Linked DNA regions of Sus scrofa: region 1 is linked to region 2. A link is a contact called in public Hi-C data. All regions are on one chromosome and are shown on one strand. Each heading gives the region's core, a stretch centred on a gene start, on an enhancer-like site or on the middle of the called end of the contact. The rest is flanking DNA. Distances are from core to core; before and after follow the strand shown.

Region 1 (5,114 bases), core at 617-3,116, 85 kb after region 2:
GTTTTGAAATCAGGAAATGTGAGGCCTCCAATTTGATTCTTTTTCAGTATGTGATGTTTTGGCACAAAAAACACATCTCATCAACAAAGCCAAAACTCGAGGTAAAACAGTAAAAGAGACAGTTTTGGGCGACCTGCCTCCTCGTTTGCATCTCTTTTCTTTTTACTCCCTGTGAGCACTCACACTGTGCCTGCTTTCTATCCATCTCTTTATCAAAAGCTGCTCTCTGGGGAAGCCTAGAACAAACTTTGTCTTACTTAGATATAAATGACTAAAAAAGCGTAAAGTTATTCCCATTCTCAGGAGAATTTGCTTTTCAAAAAAGGGAACAAAAAAACCATCTGAAACCTGAGGAATTACTGACTAATGGCCACGTTTTCTCTCCAAGTGGCTGGGAAAGTGTTTTAGGCAGGAAGCCCTCATTGCATCTGAAAAGATGTGCACAGGCCCTCCTGCCTTTGCCCACGGCTGGCTGTGTTCAAGGCTTATTGATTCTTTGCCCCAACTGTGAGTTTTATACCCATTGCTCACTTTCTTTGTGGCCTCAGGCACATTAACCTCTATGAACCTCAGTTTTCTCTTTTGCAATATGGAGAAAAATCATGCTCACTACAAAAATGCCTAGCATTTGTACTCTGGAGCTACTAAAAATATGAGCGACATACATTTGGACTTGACAAATACAACTGCAAAAATCAAATGCCCTCATCATTCTCTCTCCAGGAACAGAGACAAGCCTTCTGTTAAAGTGATTTAATTCTTCCTTACAAAATCCCTAGGGATGGTATGGGAGACCTACTCAGGAAAGTCAGAGTTTAATGAAAGAAATACCTGGGCAAACGGAGTTGAGATACCCAGATTCTCTCCTCCCCACCAGCAGCTGCTGTATGTGCAACGTCTTCCTCAGTCACCTCTGATTTAGAACAAGAATTTGCACTTGATCGCACCTGGTGATGACATGCAGTTTTATACTTTGCACGCTGTTCCCAAGGATCTGCGTAACTGATCCTCCAAGCTTCCTGCTAGGCCAACTTCATTGCCATGTTACCAGTGAAGAAACTGAGCCCAGAAGAGCTAACAGACTTAAGGCTCAAACCCTCTTTCCATGCATTTCACTGGCTGAGAACTACCTGGCATCCAGGACCAGCACCCACCCCATTCCAGACCCCAATCCCCTCTTTGTTTTATACACTTACTGGAGATTTTATCTCCTTTGGCCTAGTGACCCCCAGACACAAAACACCCTCATATTTTCCTGAGTTGCTCTGGGAGCCAACGAGTATTAGTGTTGCTAAGCCTGAACACCGCTCGCTCGCTAAGACTAGATCCTAGTGAGACAGGGGCGCTTCACGGGGCACCATCTGAATTAACAGGCTGCTTCTCCCTTCCCACCTCCAGCGCAGGGCAGGCCGAGCGTTCCCGAACCTGCCCGGTAGATGGCAGCATTGTGCAGGCGTTGCCTCCACCGGAGCCGGGCTCTAGGCCCCTTTCGTCCACCCGGGGCTGGGCGCCTCCTGACTCCCCTACGCCCGCGCGCCGGCTACAGCTGCTCTGTGCCTCTTGGGTCACACCAGGTCCGAGTCCGAATCCACAGCACGGACTGACTCAGGTTTGGGTGTTTTTGTGGCTCTAATTGGCCCAGATCGTTTCATTCCACGCCCCCGCCCCTCGCCTAGAAGTGCAGAAAAGACTGATAAACGTCCCCCATCCAAATGATTTCCTCCCCGACTCCTTTTGTGCTGTGAGCTTTGTCCTTAGCGACCCCTGTGTCCCCAGATGCCTGCGATCCCGGGTCTCAGCCTCACCCGCCTACAGGGATTCCGCGCGCCCTGCCATTCCAACTATGGCCACGAGAGGGCACCGACGTCACGTGCTGCGCAGGAACCTGGCCGCGAAGGCGGCGGGCTGGTCCTCCGTGGTCCGCGTCCTAGGCTTGACCTTGGGACCTGCAGCTTCCTCTTCCCTACCCTGTGGGCCCCTTCTGACGTGCTTAGGGTCCCTCACCCTCAGAAATCTCATTCCACTTGCCTCGCGGCCCCAGCCCTGTTTTCTCGACCTCTCTGAATAGATTGGCTCCTTTTCATCATCTTCTGAGCATCCTCAAGTAAACCTCATAGGGGTGGGGGTGTCCCTGTGACCCCGAGTTCCTCTCTGTTGTCCACCCTCGCCTCTCAGGGCACCTTCCCACCACTCCCAAGCTTTACTTTGGCCAACTTCCTCAGCCCCCTGCTTTCTCAGAAGCTCTCATCTTTACCTTTTCTCCTTCTCTCTAGAATTGCAACCACACCCCCACCCCACCCCCTGCACGATTCACAGCATCTTGGCTAGATTTTTTTTTTTTTTTTTTTTTTTTTTTTTGGTCTTTTTGCATTTCTTGGGCGGCTCCTGCGGCATATGGAGGTTCCCAGGCTAGGGTTCGAATCGGAGCTGTAGCCACCGGCCTATGCCAGAGCCACAGCAACATGGGATCTGAGCCGAGTCTGCAACCTACACCAGCTCAGGGCACGCCAGATCCTTGACCAAGGCCAGGGATCGGACCGGAAACCTCATGGTTCCTAGTTGGATTCATTAACCACTGAGCCATGACAGGAACTCCCCTAGATTTTGGTTTTGAGACTTCCCCCACTCTGGCTGTTTTTTTTCTCTGTTCTTCAGGAATGTACTTCCTTTGCCAACCTTTTAATGCCCCAGGTCCCAGCATTCTGTCCTTGGCCCCCTTGTCACTCTCCTTACCTTCTCTGAGAACCTGTTCCTGTTCCTAGAGCCAAAACCCACCACAGCCTTCTCCACAGACAACCATGGCATTTACTGTTCCTGAGTCCTGAAGACAGCTGTATTTTAATCTCCAGTGCCAATGTCTCTTTGAGCTAGAGACCCATTTCTTCCTTTTTACCAGGTTAACAGGGGCTGCTTGGAAATAGTGCTTAGAAAGTGGTGTGACTGAGCAGGGCCCTGTGGGCTCTGGCCACATGAGCCTTTCTGTGTCCTCCGTTTCTTGTTTTCAGGGAATAAGCTTCAGCCTCCGTGACCTTCCCTGGGCTCCAAAGGGCAGGTTCACATAGGTGCTAATCAGGGAACTGGGGGAGGGCGGGGATGGGGAGGCAGAGACCAGGGAGGAGCAGGAAAGAGACAGGAGTGCAGCCTTGGGGCAGGTCCTGATTCCTACTCAAGGAACATACATAACAACAGCTTTGAACTTTTCTGCAGAACTAAAAACCCCCTACAACCTCTTGATGAAGCCGTCTTCATGCTGGGAAGAAGGAGGACCACCAGAACCAGTCCCTGGGCCACCAAACACTAGCTTTGAGAAACAGTACAAGCTTGCTTCTATCCTGATCCTTATCTGCATCCCTATTTTCTACTCCTCAAACTATAAAACCACCTCCTAATCTCTCCCAAGGGGGGCACAATCTTTAAGGCATTAGTCTGCTGTGGCCCCCTTTGCTTGGCAAAGCAATAAAGCTATTTCTTCCTCCTTCACCCAAAACTCTGTCTCCATGTTTGTATTCGGCACCGGTGGACAGAGGCTGAGTTTCATGGACCAAGCCCAAGTTTCAGCAACAGTAGTCTCTGGGCTATTATTATGCTGATGGTGGTGGGCAGCGTTTGCCTCCTGTCTGGCAGTGCTTTCAATCAACAAGCAGCTGGGCTTCTCCTGCAAGGCTTGTCCAAGATTGATAACTGTCCTTACTTGGTGCTCAACTAGAGATGCAGTTGCTGAATGGAACTCCCACCCTTCTCCCTCCAGCCCTGGACAATGGGACCCGAGCAGGATGCCTGAGCCAGAGTCTCAAAAATGGGGTGGCCATGGCCTGACCACAGTCTTCCTTTGAGTATTTGGGACTGGAACACCAAAAGGGTGGTCTAGTTAAAAGAGGGAGAGCTGAGCTGGAAAGTCACGTCAGTTTGGGGGGGGGGTGCGTGAAAGATGAGGAAGCCGAGGCAGCCAGCTGAGTGGGAGGAGGAAGAAGGGGCGTAGGGTGAGGGGGCCCCAGGGCAGCTTCCCTCCCGGTTTCCCAGGAAGGCCACCAGCGCTCTGCCCAGCTTCCGAGGGCTTCTCCTCTCTGCTCTGGGTGGCGCTGTCACTCTAAGCCAGCCCAGAAGTGTGGCTATGTCACTGAGACGCAGGGGCAGTGGGAGAAAAAAGAAAAGGCAGGCAGCAGAGGGGATGAGCAGGCACCCCCAGTGGGCTGCCAGAGTCTGGGGAGGTTAGTGGCTGGGGTGGGGGTGGGGGAATCAGCAGCCCTACATCTGTGATCTGCACACCTCCACTACTGCTGGATATTAGGAGTGGTCGGCCAGGGCTCCTAAAGCATAATGCTTCTTTGGAAAGTGTCACTCGGCTCGTGGAATGGGAGAATACCCAAAGACAAAGTGACATGAAGCATTTGTTAAATACCTATTTCATGTCAGGAGCTGAGGTAGTTTCTGGGAGTTAGAAGTGAGTAAGACATGGTCCTGCCCTCAAGGAGTTCAAATGCATTCAGAGGTCACAAACACCTAAATACAACACAATACCTAAAATCCTGAAGTAGCGCTAGATGTCCAATGCTACAGGAATAAAGCAAGAGAATCCTTAGTCTTGCTTTTGGTGGGGGGGGGGGGAGGAGACAGGGAGACCTTCCAGGGAAGGTGTCTTTAGACCTAGACTTTGAAGGATGAGTAGGAGTTTGCTAGACAGAGCGAGGAGTTGGCACTCTAGGGAGAAGGCAAAGATACAGAGAGCATGGGTGGCTGGAAGGCTGCTTGTTGGGTGGTGGGTGTCTGTTGCAGCAAGTGATAAGGAGAAGCAGGCAAGGGCCAGAAGTGAAGGACATTGAATATTGCAATGAAAAGCTTGGACTTCATCCTGGGGACACTGTGCAGCCACAGAGGTTTTTATCAGGGAGTGGTGTCCTCAGAGCTACCTGTGGAAGGACAGGTGGAGGCTGAGCAGGAGGTGTCTGAAGGGGAAGAGGAAGAGGAGGCAGTCACAGCTCACCTGGATCTGACCAGCTCTCCAGCAACGGGATCACAGGAGGGTCAGAGATTATAAGTGATGGAGCCCTGTCGTCGTGGGCGTGCTGCCACCCACCGGGGGTGGGCTTCTCCCACCGTGCTGCAGGCACTGTTTC
Region 2 (4,401 bases), core at 317-2,816:
TCTGTCTCAGATGACTGTCCCCAAACCAGGTGAATCTACTATCTTTCTCAGCTCTCATGACCTGGTCAGTCCTCACTCATTTGCTCTTCCTCAGCTTCCTGAATTCACGGCCTTGCTCCCTTGTTTCTGTAAGTCTTGCCTAGTAACCTTAGGCAGTTTTTTCTTTTGAATCATCCCTTGAAGGGAAAGAGGAAGAAAAAGAAGAAGGAGGAGGCAGAGGACAAGGAGAAGAAAGAGAAAAAGAAAGGAAGAAAGCGCGCCAGACCCTAGATGACTGGCGGCAAGGCAAGGGGGACGGGGGTTCCGAGTTTGGAAGAAAACTAAAGTTTAGCTCAATGACTCAGTGTCACCTTCCAAGTGCCCAGAGGAGTCAGGAGTCTCCAACAGAGTCGCCACCTAAGCCCACTCCTCCCCTTCAGCCACTTTTAATTAAGTTCTAGACAAATGACCCACAGAGAACAGATGACTTCAGCAATATTCCATTATAAACTAGAGATAGCTATGTTCTGAGGAGTCACTGAAGATACAGCAAAGCAAGAGTCATGGATGAGTGGGTTTCAATTTGGGCTGTTTCAGTCTGATTCTGAGGAAGGGAAGGTCTTACAAAACACACAAATGTCATATGAGGAAAAGGCCTGAAAAGGGAAGAATTCTGAATCTTAATTCATTCAAGCTCATCTGACTTGACGCTGTAGCAGAGAAGACAGAGTTAAAATCTGTTATCCTATAAAAAAGCATGGGATAATGTAAAAGAAATATGTGAACAATTTCCTCCTCTCTTACAGAACACTCCTCAGATATGACCTGGGATGTCCTCACCATGTTATCACTAAAAAAATAAAAACAAAAACCCCAGAGCACTCTGGGGGAGAGACCGCTTGGCTCTGGGTCCTTGTCCACCCACATTTACAGAATAAGGAACCAGGCGGGTCTGGGAATTTTCTCTTTGGGTTGGAAGTACACGTGCCCATCACGAATGTGCCCTAGAGTGCAATTACGTGGTGCCGCTGACATCCACCAGGCTGGGAGGCTTTCCTGCCTGGTTCTGCAGCTCTCACCCCACAGATCAGCCTAAGCCCAGGGTTTCTGGAATGTGCTGGGTTCCACACTCAGACTGTAGCTCTCACTCAATGCATGTGGACACCATAGTTGAGTATAAGACTCCTCCCAGTTATAAAGGATTTGCCAACTACACTCCTCTTCCCTCAAGATGCTGGCTCCTAAAATAGTTCAGAGAGAGTATGTGCATTCATACCAAAAAAGGAGGACCTGAGAATGCAGTGACACACCACATAAGGAGATCAAGAGTTCAGACAACTTGGCCAAACCTCCACAATGGATTCCAATAACACACCGAGGGGAAAAGCCCTGAACAAAAGTACAAGACGGGCAAAGAATAGTAGGAAGGCACTACGGCCCCAAGAGGGAAGCAGATGAAACACATGGAAGCTTCCTGATATTAAAGAAGGGGAAGCAGGAACTGTGGGCTAATTAAGGGCAGAGCCATCTGCCAAGACCAAGTCACTCAGGGACACTGGGAGGTGGGGGTACAGCAGCTGACCTTATGGGAACTGAGCCCACAGTCCCACAGGAGGCCGTGGAGGGACCGTGCGGTGGAGGGTGGAAGGGGGCCCCTGGTACTGGAGGTGCGTGACTTGGGGCGTCTCGGGAGAGGACTCTGGAGGCTGTGCAGCAGGATAGGCACAGGTGGGGCCTGGGAGCCTAAGACAAGGTGGTAGGTGATGCGATGGACAGAGAGGGATGGGCAGGCCCCACAGTTTTGCAGGGAGAGCCACACTGGCACAGGAAGCTGCAGGGAGGGAGGGAGTCCAGGCCTCCGGCTATGCAGGGCTGCCAGCAGAGAAGGCACTGGCAGGAGAACGGGGAGTTGCCCTGGGCGATGAGGGGTGCTGGACCCGGGTAGAAGGGAGACGCCCGCAGACGCCTGCTGCCTGGTTTACACTATATCCCTGGGCAGGCTGGGGGGTCCTTGGTGTGGAAGGGACACAGCGCTGGCTGGCTCTCCAGGAATTCCATCAGCTCAGCTGGCTGCAGCCACCAGCCTGTCCCCCCAGCAGAGGAGAACAGAGGAGCAGACAGCTAAGACATCGCTCAGCCACCAGCCACTTACAAGCAGGGACAGTGAGTCCCCTGGAGGCTGGCCGGCCAGCCAGCACCACACAGCCCTGGTGACAGCGCACACGAGCCCTCAACTCCTGCTGACTCCTGTTACCTCTGGTTAATGAGACCCCATTCTGGCTGCATTCTGATGCTCAAAGTCTTTCCAGACAGCACTAGCCAATGTTTCCTATAGTGTCTGTGTTACACCACACATTCAGATGTCCGTGACTGTGAATCCTACAATGGCTCAAAGTTATCACCAGTTTGACCTGACCATGGAACACAGACAGCAAGTCGTGGGAGTTCTTTTTAATTCTTTTTTGGCTGCCCTGAGGCACGTGGAGTTCCTGGGCCAGGGGTCAGACCCGAGCTGCAGCTGTGACCTGTCCTGCGTTATCTGATGCTGCAGAGACACCTCGGATCCTGCTGCACCATAGTGGGAACCCCCATAGGAGCTCTCCTGTGGTGCAGCAGATTAAGGAGTCAGTCAGCGTTGTCTCTGCTGTGGCAGAGGTTCGATTCCTGTCCCCAGAACTTCCACATGTTGCGGGCATGGACAAAAAGAGACATCGAAACCCTTACTATTTGCTCCTTGCAACCCGACCTCGTACTTGATGATGTCTGATTCTTCCCCTAACCCGTAAAGGTCCAGCACGAGATGGGAGGATGTGAACAATGGGGTCTGACTTCAGGCCAAGGGTCCCCCCACAGGTGATTCTGGTCCATGGGGGCTGGGGCATTCTCAGAGGAACCCAGCATCAGCTAAAGTAAATCCACGAAGTATTTCAGACCAAGCCCAGATGTACAGGGAAGGGCTCACCCCAGGAGCCATGGTGGCTGAGCTAACCTGGGCTGCGTGGGCAGCGTTGCCCAGGGAGGTGAGCATATCATGAGCTGGAACATGCAACTGCCATCATAACCCCAGCCTGATCCATGGCCACCAAGTTCAATTAGCAGGCTACACTTTGGTTTGGTTTGAGTGTACGGAAAAACTGACTTTATTCAGGGCACCTTTAAGAAGGGAGACTCCCCAGTTACATATCTTGTTCTCACGCCAGCAGAGCCTTACAAACATTTCCCCCACGTTCCATGGGCCTGTGCTATCTGGACTAGGACTCACCTTAAACCCAAAGTGTTAAAATGTTGGGTCACTTTTTCCTATTCTGCAAGCACACAACTGGGGGGGGGGGGTGTGCGGGGGTGGGGGGAGTGTTTCCACCAGGGGCACTTATTGCACTGATTTTGGGCTTCCTGGAAATCCCCGAGTGAGCTCCTGAGACACTCCATCCTTGAGCTCCTGCTCCCCCACATGCACCCAGGGCTTGAAATTCTCAGGTGTTGGAAGTGTCCCCTGGTCTCAGCTGCGAGCTACGAGGAGAAGCTCACCCATCTGCTGAGCTTAGTCCCTTAACAGGACTTGCAGTCTGGCCAGTTCCACAGAACGGCATTGTTACTGAACCCTGGGTGTGAGGGACAGCCAAGTGGCCTTCGGCTCCAGGGGGCTGGGCTTGCTCAGCCTGTGCCTGGAACATTTCTGAAAGCTGAAGTCTGCAGCCTGAGTCCCCGGGAGGCCAGGAAAGACCTGCCATGGGGCCAACCTCTGCTACCCCGCATGCACTGGGCAGCACGGGCTCCAGGCAGCGTGCTCCCCAGGGGCTTTAGTGTCAGAGAACCAGCCAGGCCCTGCACTCCACTATCCATGGAGGAGATGAGCTGTAGGGCCCCAGGAGACCAGGCCAGGTGGACTGCTCCCAAGCCACCTGTGGAACTGCCAGTGCAGGGTCAGCCTTTCAGATGAGGTGTTGTCAAACAGAAAGTGTTCAGTCTCTGGAAGGTGATGGGGTTGGGAAGCCTTTGGCAGAGGGACGTCCACAGAAACAAGAGGCTCTAGGAGGGACAGTGTCTGGAAGGCTGCTGTGCGCCATGCGGAGTGGGGGCCCAGCACCCAGGCGGGGCTGCACCTCCAGAGTTGCCTGTGGGTCTAGTAAGGTTGGGGAGGTGGAAGTTGAAGCTGGAAATTATTCTCAACTCCCCAGGGAGAACCAGTCACTGGAATCATGGCTTCAGAGCCTGAGATGTTCCGATGGTGAGAAAGACACAGAGGTGGAAAATAAGAGAGAAGGAGAAATGAGGCTCCCGGGTGTTGCCGGGTCTGGGGCAGGGGGACCCTGGGAGGTGCTAGCACTGAGCAGGAGGTACCCAGCTGGGGTGAGCAGCAAGGGGTGGAGAAACCCACCAACAACACTTCCTGATGGCCACCATCAGGCATTGGCCCCTGGG

What was found. A called contact is a pair of places that touch in the nucleus more often than the background predicts.
Region 1: a contact with region 2 is called in a Hi-C map of heart right ventricle, with 4 times the contacts expected there. The contact joins two enhancer-like sites. A contact is called at or near these places in 2 of 47 Hi-C or Micro-C datasets (embryonic fibroblasts and heart right ventricle).

The regions. Positions count from the first base shown.
Region 1 is chr8:56,384,730-56,389,843 of Sscrofa11.1, forward strand. No RefSeq gene overlaps it. Among named protein-coding and RNA genes, the nearest start is that of IGFBP7, 29 kb to the left of the region's middle. Within about 2 kb of position 1,867, at least 26 of the 83 cell types and tissues checked have an H3K27ac peak or open chromatin away from gene starts, as enhancers often do.
Region 2 is chr8:56,300,350-56,304,750 of Sscrofa11.1, forward strand. All of the region lies in intron 1 of IGFBP7 (insulin like growth factor binding protein 7), which reads right to left. Among named protein-coding and RNA genes, the nearest start is that of IGFBP7, 55 kb to the right of the region's middle. Within about 2 kb of position 1,567, at least 36 of the 83 cell types and tissues checked have an H3K27ac peak or open chromatin away from gene starts, as enhancers often do.